2 separate regions of the Triticum aestivum genome follow, and region 1 is linked to region 2. The links are chromatin contacts, called in public Hi-C maps. All regions are on one chromosome and are shown on one strand. The core of a region is the stretch at or near the end of the contact, and the rest is flanking DNA. Distances in the headings are between cores, read along the strand shown. Region 1 holds the start of LOC123099582 (zinc finger protein 7). Region 2 holds the start of LOC123096129 (methionine S-methyltransferase).

Region 1 (6,168 bases), core at 1,717-4,216, 290 kb after region 2:
GATATTTTAAAAATTCAATAATTATATTTTGGAGTTTCAAAGAATTCTGAAAAAAATTCTACACATTCATATGGACGTATTCTACATGTGTATAAAATCTCACAATGAAATACATTATGGTGAGAGCTACACAAAAAAGAGAAAAACGTGCATTTCTAAAAGTGAACAGTGCTTGCACTGTTCATCAGTTTGAAAACCGCGATTTGTCTTTTTTGTGTAGCTCTCATCATAATGTATTTCATCTTCAACATTTACACACATGCAGAATACATCCATGTTAACATGTCTTTTTTTTATTTTATTTTGAAAATTTAAAATATATTTTTCAATTTTTTCAAAATACCCACCTCCATGGAGGTCGACTGCCGTTGCCATTTTGCGTGCATGGACAGATTAGTTAAAAAGACTTATAGTTACATATACGACTTGCTGATGTGGCATAGCCCATGAAAAGAGCAAATAGATAGTGAGCTATAGTTATTTAGCAATAGAGGATGCCCCAAAGAAGCAAAAACAGAGACCGACTCTTCCTGGCTCTTGTGCCGCGTCGGTTAAGCATAGTGAGGGGACGTTGCTGGCTGAATTGTCAAGTCCAACTTTAAATAAAAACACTAACGTCCACACGTGTAGCAACATTATAACTTGTCCACAAGTCTGGATCACCATTTAGTTAAGTTTACATAAATCTTGACACATTGAGGTAGTTTTTGCGTGTCACGTAGGACAAGGCCGGTGTGTGGGCGTTGGAGAGGTCGTCCACACGCCTCACAGCACGCGGTTGCCAGCTGCGCTGTGTGGGCGAACTAGTTTCTGCTCACACAGCCACCACCTAGTCCACGCGCGTGTGGGCGAACTGCTTTTCGCCCACACGACAGTCGTACATTGTTGGAAGACAACTGCAGTTGCGCGTACATGGCAACTAAGTAAATACACATGGCAACTATGATTCGTTTGCTAGACGGCAACTGCAGTTGCACGTACGTGGCAATCAGGTAAACATACATGACAATTGTGATTAACCACACGTGGCAACTAGGTAAACACACATGTCAACTATTGTTTGACCATATGTAGCAAGTAGTTAATCACACACGACAACTATGGTTTGATTACACATGGCAACTACCATAAATTAAACATGGCAACTACAGTTAACCAAAACAAAGAGAGTTGCCATGCTTTTACAACCATATTTGCCATCCCGGATAACTACATCTGCCATCCCGGATGGCAACTAAATCGTCATCCCGCGGGTACTTATTATAGCTGCGCCAGAACGTGTGGTCATATTTGCTTCGTGCCACACACGCGGGGTGAGGATGAGTAATACTTATTGGGCGTGTGGCACGAAGTAGCTGTGCCCACACGTGTGGGCAATTCTACTGTTCGCCGATACACAGCCCACATGGGCTGCCCCCTGCTCATGCTACACACGGTGTGTGGGCAAATGCCTATTATGCCACACGTGTGGTGGATATCGACGTCCCTTTAAAACTAGTCAAGAAAACATTACTAACTACTACTCCCTCGGTTCCAAAATAGATGACCCAACTTTGTACTAAGTTGGGTCATTTATTTTGGAATGGAGGGAGTAGTAGTAAACTTTTGTAAGACTTTTTATGTCACTATACAGGGAGTACATGTTTTCGTATCCGGCAGAAGAATAACATTTTTTAAACGACTACTGGTTTTCGGTGAAAATGTCTGAAGATGCATGTAGGCTTAACTGACGACAGGTCATTTCTTCCTTGAATAACTATTTAGAAGAACAAGCGCAAGCTCGAGAATTGTACATTCGATATTATATATTACTTGGCCAAATCAAATTAATTAACAGAAGAAGCTAGCTAACTCTACGCACGTCTACGATCACCATCTACTTATGATCTATCACCGATTCACAGCCGAAGGCTCAAATCCATCTTCTTAGTTTGCTCTGGCAGCAGCTGCTGCTCCGAGGAAGGTGGCTCCGTCTGCGTCCTCATCCTGAAGCTCCCCGGCCACGACGTGGAGCCGAGCACCTCCTCGTAGACGAGCGGCGGCCAGGGGCCAACCACGCCGTCGTGGAGCCTCGGCGCCGTGGCCTCTTGCCGGGCCGGCTTGTGGACCGCCGAGCCCGCCGGGTTGACCCTGAGGGCGCGCACGATCGCGGCGTGCGCCTCGAGCGGCAGGCCGGCCATGACCATCCGCTGGTGGTGCGCGTGGTGGTAGGACAGCGACGACGACCGCTTGGCCGCGCTGCGCTCCCGCTTGTGCGCGTTCTGGTGCCCGCCCAGCGCCTGCGAGCTGAAGAACTTCCTCATGCAGAAGTTGCACGAGAACACCTTGTGGGGCGTCGTCGGCGCCGCCGCGGCAGCCGGAGGCGGCGGTGGCGGCTGCTCCTGCCTGTGCTTGGCCGCCGGCTCTTCGTCCGAGCACGACGAGGGGTCCTCCGCCGCCGCCGGCTGCGAGCCGTTCACGCCTAGCGTGAGGTCGAGCCACGTCGCCGCGTCGCCCTGCTGCTCGCCGGCGGGGGTAAGCAGCCGCGCCGGGCTCGCGCTCACCGCCTCATCCGTTTGCTCCATGTCCCGATCCTGCATGCAACCAGCCAGAAGCTTAGCGTTTCTTGGGTCTTCCTGTCGACGGCGACCCTGTGCTCAGTTTTTTGGCGCAGGGCACGCACTAGTGCCAGCCGCGATAGCTCTGGCTGTGCTGTGTGTCTCTGGCGTGGCGCCTGCTTCCGGCTCGCGGCGGGTGCTTTATAGAGGGGATCCGGCATCCGGGACAAGGCCTGTGGATGGTCTTTGTGAGGAATCCAATCAGGTCTGAGCATTAGACAACTCTAATCTCTCTTCCACTTGCATGTAATATCTCTTCTTTCTTCTTCCTTTCACATCAGTATCTGGAGCCGTGGCAGTGCGTGCTCACGTCACCTTCTCCTAGTCCTATGCTTGCGATGCCCACCTGGGCACCTTCCATTGCTAGGTAGCATCTAGGTAGGTTCATGCTGCTGCTAGGGTAGCCATGTAGGAGTACGTACGTAGGTACATACGCTCGTAGTGTCTTTGTGGTCGATTGATCGAGTCGTGAGTTGTTGTGACCGCGCCACTGTAGCTAGCGGCCTAGCGCTGCCTTTTACTTTCATGCATGCGCTTGGTGTGGAGTTTCGGCGTCAAGGTTGCTTGGTTTCGGTGGGTAGGTGTCGCTTGACTAGCGGTGCATGGGGTGATCTTCTTCTGATGTGATGATATAAAGGATTTACAACGTCTGGTTGTTCTGGACTTCACGGTTTCAGATGCCTAATCAGGATAACTTCCGATGCGATCGGACCTCCGGATATTGAGATGATGGGGTTTAGGCCTCGAGATTCGACAAGATAAGCCATCCGGGGTAATCTCTTCCAACGCATTAGCATGAAGTAAGGAGTACCCAAAGTACCACGCAATGACACAACTGATGGCACCCCGCTCTGGTTGCATAGCGTTTACGCCAATTAAACCACGGTGATTTGATTGCTGGGCCATGTGACGTGGTCGATTTTGTGTAACCGTCGACACTCTTTTATAGATTTCTTCAGTAGTTTTCATTAGACTAGTTATAGTGGGGAGTAAGAACATACGGGGCAAACCGTGGTTCTGCAAATTTCGTTTACGGTCCTGTAAACGAAATTTGCAGTATGACGGACGCCAAGAAAAAACATATCCCGTGAACACAAACGACATATTTAAGCTAGCGGTTCGCGCCACATATTACACCATCGGAGTTCATGCGAAAACATAGTTCATACTAGCATAAAACGGAATTAAACCTAGATCTACGCACAATCGTCATCGCCGTCCTTCTTGACGCCGAGGTGGTATTCCATCATCGAGTTGGACAACACGAAGGCGTGGTCGTACTCCTCCTTCAACGCCGGCACCCGCGCTGCTGCAGCTTCGTCTCCGGCGACGGCCGCCTCCTTCGCGTCGAACCACGCGCGCTCCACAACCCGAAGATGCTTGAGCGCGGGGGAGAAGTCCAGCCTGTCGAAGTTGGTCCAGGCCCGTGCTCCAGCGCCGCGGGAGAGGGCGCATCGCTTCCGCGCCTGCTCCTTGCGCCACTCCTCCACCGACGGGTGGAGGGAGGAGCTCCTGGCCTCATCGTCGTTATAGCACTTGTGAGACGGCTCGCCGCGGCGGCCGCCGAGCCCCCCCTCGGCCACCCCTTCCGTCACCCGCGCACGACATCAGGGCTCGGTTCCGGTGGCTACGCACGCCACAAATGGCTGCCGGAGGAGTGGAGATTTGTCGCCGGAGAAAAGGATTTGCGGAGGAGGAGGCTAGAGGAAATGAAGGGCACGAACCTTACAATCCTCTCGCTCTGGTATATATTGCGGATTCGGGGCGGTTTACGGGACGAGCCGTTTTATAGGACCTGTTCGTTTTTTTGCGCGTGCTCTAAATCTGCCGGGAAATACGACTCGACGAGCTTTTACGGGATCTGCTAGAGACGCTCTAACCTAAACTCGTAACATGCACCTTTACAGTGGGTAGTAACACATGTGTGGTATCATGCAATATTTTATTTATTCAGATGTAGACTCATTTTACTTTGTGGTGCGTTACGGTAACATATTATGTTACCACAAACATCTTTCTCCTCATTAACTACTTGCCACGTAAGTAAACTTGTCTTGGAATGCGTCATGTTAATAGCTAAGTTACTCCCACTATGACCATCCTTAGCATTTATCTTTGATATGCATAATGTGGAGATAATCAAGCCAATTATATAATCCGTCAAGCCACATATTTACTTACCATAGCAGCTCCATCATTCCTATAGCTCATTCATCAAGAATGGCCTCGATCTTCACAAGCTTCTCGTTGTTCACATGCCCAGCTTTCAACAATTCACCTATAATAAATTCCAACTTTTTCTTCTGCCCCTTTAGCCAATCCCTATCTTATTTGATCTCTTCTTTCTCCTTCTTCGGGTTCCTAATATTATTTGCTTGAGAGATCTAAATGCACTTCAGCTCCTTATAATCAATATTTAGCTTCTTCATTCCCTTGTCAACCTCCATTAGCCCTCTCTATCTCTTCCTTCTTCTTCAGCTCAATATCATCCTTTGATGTCTTTTGGTAGTTAATCTCCTGCACCTGTCTCTACCGCCAATCAACTAGCTTGCTCACATCATCAAAAAGGTCTAAAGGCTCACTTGCTCATTATCCTTATTAAGCTTGCTCACCTCTCTCTCATGAGCATGTTGATCAGTCATCCTACTATCGTTGATCTCATGAAACATTTCCTAGATCTTAAGAAGGCAGCTCTGCATCATGACGATCAAGGGGCATCAACTCACTCCACAACTCCAAAGTTGACACCTCCTTCAACATACAAGTTCAAATTTGAGCACAACTTAATACAAGTACTTTCCTAATGGATACTACCAATTAAAAGTACTGCGAGCACCTCTAGCATTCATTACCTTTCTAAATTTATTATTGATTACTTTTATAATCTATCACATGCAGTTACTTAGTACTTTGTTGATAACTTTACTAATTTGTTACTACCAACTACAAGTAAACTGAGCACCCCTACCATATAATGAACTAGTTTAAACACTACTGACAACACCAATCTTACTGCAAAATGTTCATTCATATTCAATAATCTTCAGTTTGTAAACTACCTATGCTAGAATAGTGCAGCTCATTCAGTAATGCACCGGTTCAACAGTTATTAAATAAACCAGTATCCCGCAAATTCACTTACATGTGCACACTAGCTCTACAAATTCAGGCAAACTGGTGCAGTTACATGTGCACACTCTGGAAAGAAGGGTACACACAGAAGTTCTACTAGAACCTCCTACCATAGAAGGTCTGTGGGGAATTACTCACACATCATCGGAGATGCAGCAAGGTTGATGTAGAAGCCCTCCGTGATCGATTCCCCCTTCGGCATAGTGCCGACGAAGGCCTCCAGATGGGATCACGGAAGAACAGAGGCTTGCGGCGGCGGAATAATTGTTTCAGGTCTCGCTCTGGTGGTTTCTGAAATTTAGGGAATTTATGAAGTTGGAATTAAGTCAAACGGAGCTATGAGGGGCCACAAGCTCAGGCGCCGCCCGCCGCCCCAAGGAGGGGGCGCGCCGTGTGAGCTTGTGCCCCTCTCGTACATCTTCTGACTACCTCCCGAAGC
Region 2 (6,366 bases), core at 913-3,412:
CCTCTTTCCTGCTTTAAAGGACACACTGCTCAGTTCAAGAAAAAAGGACACAATGCTCAGCATGGTTGAACAATGTGTGGTATTAGACTAGATCCTTGCTCAAAATTGAATAAAATATGCTCGGTAGATATTATTTTCCTCAGAGGTACCAAAAGTGTTATATCATTAAAGCAAAGTAAATGTATAACTGATGTGGCTCCCACTTCTGTAGCAATAACGATAAGATAAATTATTGACAGAACTAGAGAAAACCACCTTCAAAGGGGACAACTTCTCTGCAAGCGCAATAGATATCCAACCATTGCCACACCCCAGCTCTGCATACGTCTTATCCCTGGAAGTGGAATCTTGATGCTGATTAAGGCCCTCATAAAAAGCGAAGGACCAATCCACAGGAGTGAAAATGCTAGGTATCTCCATCATTGTTAGCTTCGTGCTTTGCTGGAACCCTAGAAGCAGTTGATAAATTAGAAGAGAAAAATTGATAGTAACATTCTCCAAAGTATGTACGCCATGCCCTATTTTTTCTCTTACTGCAATAAGTTTGATCGCTGCAGTTAGGATTCTTCTGCCAAAGATGAATTGTAAGAAGAAAAATAGATAACATCAACCTCCAAACTCTGCAGCTTACACAAAAGAATGAAAAAAAAATGATGCTTAGATGCCATGAAAACATTTCTCTGAGTACCTCATTTGACCAATGCCTTGCTGTGTGCTAATCTCATGTGAACTTCCGTTGATCCTCTATGACTATCAAACTTCCACAAGAAAAGAAGATGGTCACATTGAAGCCATATCTTTGAATGCAACAAGCTCACACACACACACACAAAGTGTCTGTTTTTGGTTCACTTTCTCACACACATAAATCTGGCTCCAACTAGTCACAATCTTGTTCCTACAAAAACAAATAGTATATGCATATATCTCTAAACAACGGATAGGGAATGTCTGTAAAAAAAGTGCTAGGGATCAGATACACTAACAGAGTAAGCCTCACGCAAGGAGGCACATCACATTATGTGCAGTACCAGATTCTGAAGCAACTGTAAAACGAGAGGATAGAAGCGTATGCCGTGGGCAGGGACGCGTACGTGTTTAATATAGACGAGATGTACAGGAGTCGGTTAGGCTGTAGAATTGATCTCCAAGAAAACAGAGAAGAGATCGATCCTAACAGCCAACAAGGTTTACAGAGATAAACACACGCACGCATCCTATACCCTATACGGTTTATACAACACCATATTTACAATGTTTAACAGCAACGCTAGAATTAAATAAATCTCATCAAGTAAACTATGTCAGACAGATCCGGAGTGCCATTGTTTCCATTTTATATGAACACCAAAAGTCCAAAACAGAGAGTGTGAATTATTCAACAAGCGAGACTGAAGTGTTCCCTGCATAAGGAGAAGGGGGAACAAGTCTCTGCGCAATTACACACTCATAGTCTCGCACACAGTTGCAGTCCAGGGACACCTAGCGCTTACATTAGTCAGCAGCGTTATGGGCCGCCACATGGTTGACACTCCAGTGGAATCGCCCACGTGCTTACCTAAATAATACTGTAGAGTACAATAACCCATAGACGTGGCCATAAACAGATCGTTGTCATGCACGCATAGCTGTACTCTTACTTCTTTATTAGCAAAGCAATCTAATCATCAAGACCTGATTCTTCGCAGTCCGGGAAATTTCGACGGCCAGTCGGCCGGTTTCCGCGAAAGGTGATACGTTTGCGGAGAGGATCAGGGGACCGACCTTGGGGGTGGGGGTCGACGACGACGTCGCGGAAGTGGAAGGTGAGGAAGCAGTGCTCCTGCCCGGCGTCGAAGCGGCGGCGGACGGCGCCGAGGAGGCGTCGGGCCGCGGCGCGGGAGGCGCGGGCCTGGAGGCGCTCGAGCACGGCCTCGGCGGCGGCATACGCGGCCTCGCCCGACGCCGCGCACGACGACAGGAAGGCGTCCACGTCCTTGCTTTCGTCCTCGCTCGCCGGCGCAGCCATTCGCCCTGGTTGGTCTCCGTCCGGGAGGAGGAGGAGGCGGGCGGCGGCGCCGATCGTGGTGGCGGACGAGTGATGTGAGGGGCAGAATCGTAAAATGGCTGCTTGGGGAGGTGGAACCCCCGTGAAACCCCCGTGAAACAGTGCAGACACGACTGGACTGTCGTCGAGCCGTGGTCAACTGCCATGCTAAAATCAGCCCACTCAATCAAAGATGATCGCTGCTACACAGCCGACGCTCAGTGGACGATTCTCAGACGATGCAACGCATCAAGCCATCCCTGGGTAGAGCAGAAGTGAATAACACCGTTCGATCCTCCCATCGTCCAAAGGTCGGCCGGCAACTGTCGTCCTTGCAGCAATTTCGATCAAACATCGAGTTTCTTTATTATCAAAAAAAGAATCAGGGATCGAGCTTAGGAAGAGATCCCTCCCTCCGGCTCTCGCACGCTAGCCAAAAATAAAATAAAAATTGAATACGTTTCGGATCCGCACAGAGCACGTACGGGTATTGTTTATAAAATCTTATCGCCAGGAAGATAAACCTCCTCTCAGGACCTAGTTGCAATTAGTCGGAAGAACTACATGTCGCCGCCGCCACCGCGTGCTGAAGCCTGTGCCGGCAGGGCGCGAGTCGTGGAGGTCTGGGCCCATAACCAGGAGGCGGAGCTGGCTCGCATCTCCGACCTCTTCAGGCCTTGTTTGGCACATGAGGTTTTCAAGCCCCAAAAGGGCTGGGGATTTGGTGAATCCCTCCCCTTCACCAATCCCATTTAATCCTCTACATTCCCTTCCATCCCCAACCCTAATAATCCCTTTCACATAAAACTGTTGTTTGGTAGGTGGGCAATATCCCCAGCCTTTCCCCTGCAAAAATATCCCTACCCTTTGAGTGCAAGCAGAATAAAAATGTGATTTTTATCACACCAACAACAACAACAGTACACCAATTTTTTGGCAGGTTGATCACAACAACACAACAAAATAAAAAAATGGTGTTTGGCAGGTTATCATAGCAAAATAATGATGATTTTGCAAGACTTTAAATCAAATAAAACAAGAATGTATCATCTGGGCTAAAGAAAGAGAATCGTGACAACAATTTATAACGATTCATCATAGCAGTTCACGCCAGAAGTTCATTTTTTTTATCATTTTGAGGAATTGGCAACACTCAAAATCATCGTCTCGATCCATCAGAACTGCACCAGGTAGTCCACTAAAACTTTCTTCCTCTTTGGTCGCACAAGCGGCTTCTGCAGATCAGCCATGGCTGGAGGCTGACTTCTGAAATAAGAAGAGTATAAAGAAATGTACTTCCAATGAAGCAAAAATATATAGATGCAAAGAAGCAAACATAACTACTTCCAATGGACTGTGTGCATCCATTCCATTCCATTAGATCCCATAACTACTTCCAATGAAGCAGAAATATATAGATGTACAACTAGCTTTATTAGTATTGGATACTAGTAACAGTCCATGTAATACATGTACAAACTGTAGAGAGAAACAAGAAAGTTCTATGCACTCCATACCCAGGTGATAGGTGATCTCGTGCAACTTTTTATGCCAAAAGTATAACTGAAACCCAGAGATAAGAATTATCACTACCATGTACTAGTGTTTATAGATTGATAATTCTCAGCTACCACTACCAGTACCATGTATTGACCATATTAATTAGCAGCAGCTAAGCTAGGATGATTCATTGACAATAAGATCGGGGAATAAGAATCAACTAGCAGCTCACATGCACTACTCCTATTTTTATCATGCCATTCAAATTTTGCAAAACCTGAAGGCACACTAACGGCTGGATTACATGACAAAATAAAGCATCAATGAATTCTAAAATAAGTAACAACAAGCGACCTAGTTGTTACTACAGCTACTTCCTCACTCTTAATACTACACCTAGTTGTTACCACTGCTACTTTCTGAATAAGACATGAGAAATAGAATATATAGAAGAAAGATCACCTCTATTTAACAAGAAGATGAGAAAATCTTCGATTCACTTCCTCTGTCTCAGTTTCAGTATGTGCAACACCAGCAATCTGTGATGGCTCAGAAGTGGATGTGAAGTTATAATGGCCCTCGACAATGTGCACTAGGAAAAGAATGAAACTATCAACCAAGTAACTATAACTTCATAGCTAATTTAGATGTATGGATGCCGCTGAACTAACCATCATAGAGATCTCCTAATAGGTTGAAGAGAGGAAAAGGTTTGGACTTGAATTTATTTATCCTTGAACCAAATAACTGCAAAAAAACAAGGGGGGGGTAGAAGTTAAACAACTACGAGTAGAGAGTTAATAAAATGATATAACTAGTACAGTACTGAAATTAGGAAGAAAGCACTTACAATCGTCAGCTCATCCCAAAGATGCGCGTCAGCTTGTATCATGCACCTCATTTCATCCCAACCAACTCCACTTTGTTTACGCGCCTCCCTTAGCATTTTATACTCTCTCTTTATCTCCTTTTCCTTTTCTTGGAGTTGATACTTTGAGAATTTGACATAACTATGTCTAGCATGGAATATTCTAACCATCATATTCCAAACTTCACCACTCCATCCATTCCCCCCTCGGTGATAAGGAGTATTGTGCTCAAGAAGGATCTCCACCAAAGCCCTTTCAAGTTCTAGATTCCATTGGGCTCTGGATTTCAGATCTAAGGAAATAGAAAAGAAGAACTACAGTTCTACATTTGCATATAAGCATACAACTGTGATCTCAGTAGACAAGTTACAAATCTTAAAAGCCAAAGTCCAACAGATAGATGATACATACTAGTTCTCTATGATCCACAGTTTTGTGCAATCAGATATCTAATATATGGACTGTCTTGAACTAATAAAGAGACATTGTAACAATAGGATATGGGAATACCGTTTGGAGAATCCCTTTTGGTAATCTTCCGCGAATCCATTTTTGCTCCAAGCACAACTTTCCTTCCCCTTGCAGCTTGCACCAAGTTAAATTTGCTACTTGCGTCCATATATATTTTCCTAATGGACATCGCGGTTATATGAATCGAGAGACATGAATCAACAAAGTGACAATGCAAAGGAAGCAAGATTAAACAGAGGTAAAAGAAGTGATGTATATTAGGGAAATGCTACTGATCTTAACACATGTTCTTCGGGCTAATGAGGCTACTTGCTACTTGCGTCCATATATAACTATTTTACTAGTTTGTGCTAATTAGTTCAGCCCCTCGTCGAATGAATTATGTCAGCAATAAATAGTACGCCAACTAATAAAATTTCTAGTATCAAGTTACTATTAATGATGTGTACATTCCATCCACGATTGAGTTCAGAACTAAACAACATGGTCATCTGGATTGGTTTTGTAAAGATGTTCATCTGAAAAAGCATATTTAACCGAATCAAATCAAATACAGGTTTCAATATTATGCAAAAGCAAGAGGCACAGAACTAACATCCTATTTCTCTAGGACACGGAAAACAAAAAATATTCTTCTGCTTCACGTGATCCCTTGGGTACGCTATATTGTTCCTATTGATGTGTTGAGTCCAGATTCTAAAACTAAATCATGTTTGGTTCATTCGATAAGGAACGAGAGCCTAGCATCAATTCAAGATGCCAATGTCTATCTATCAGCATGAACAAAGTTAACTACCATCCTGGTTCGAACACCAAGATCAATCAAGGCTAAAATTATAGTAAGTGATGTTGCCATTCCTAACTATGGATGGAACACGAGACAATAACGCCGGTGGTGCTGGAAAGGGCAGAAGAATAGTGGTGGCTCTCGGTGACGGCGTGCTTGGCGAGCTCGCCAGGGACGATGATATGAACGGCGGACCAATCGGCGGTGGCCATATTAGAAACCCTAGATGAAGGAGGGGAGGGGAGTGGGAGGGGAGGGGGAAGGAATACCTTGGGGGAGATGGCGAGCTTGTCCTAGGAAGAAGAGGAAGCAGGCGTCCGACGGCGGCGGCGGCGGAGGAGACGGCGGCGGCGGCAGCGACGGAGACGGCTGCTGATGTGGACATAGTTATCATAAAAATGTCTACAAATATTACACGAAAAATTAATAACCAGGTACTTTTGCTTCTTCGTACACATAATTTAATTGACTCGAATATGATGCTACGCTCATTATTCGTTTTATTTTTACTCATCAGGAATAAAGGGATTAAAGGATTAGTTAAAGATGAAGATTACTGTACATTAAATCCAAGCGAAGTAGCACACCTTGCGTCCATGCATGCTACGTGCACTGTTCATAGTACAAGACAAGAGAAGATGATTAAGGCTCCATGGACCAGACAAAGCCACGTTACACACCAGCCCATCTCATCTCATCAATTAAAGAAAGAA

The links. A called contact is a pair of places that touch in the nucleus more often than the background predicts.
Region 1: a contact with region 2 is called in a Hi-C map of leaf, with 2.9 times the contacts expected there. The contact joins the promoter of LOC123099582 here to the promoter of LOC123096129 in region 2. A contact is called at or near these places in 2 of 5 Hi-C or Micro-C datasets (leaf and root).

What each region holds. Positions count from the first base shown.
Region 1 is chr4D:51,804,354-51,810,521 of IWGSC CS RefSeq v2.1, forward strand. It overlaps LOC123099582 (zinc finger protein 7), which reads right to left and starts at 2,967. Exons shown (of 1, transcript XM_044521714.1): 1 at 1,718-2,967. The coding sequence starts at 2,579. The coding sequence ends at 1,899.
Region 2 is chr4D:51,517,766-51,524,131 of IWGSC CS RefSeq v2.1, forward strand. LOC123096129 (methionine S-methyltransferase) reads right to left here and starts at 2,163. Exons shown (of 12, transcript XM_044517753.1): 1 at 1,675-2,163; 2 at 256-449. The coding sequence starts at 2,008. It overlaps LOC123099581, which reads right to left and starts at 6,166. Exons shown (of 6, transcript XR_006448189.1): 1 at 5,923-6,166; 2 at 4,906-5,024; 3 at 4,377-4,687; 4 at 4,198-4,273; 5 at 3,989-4,065; 6 at 2,941-3,292.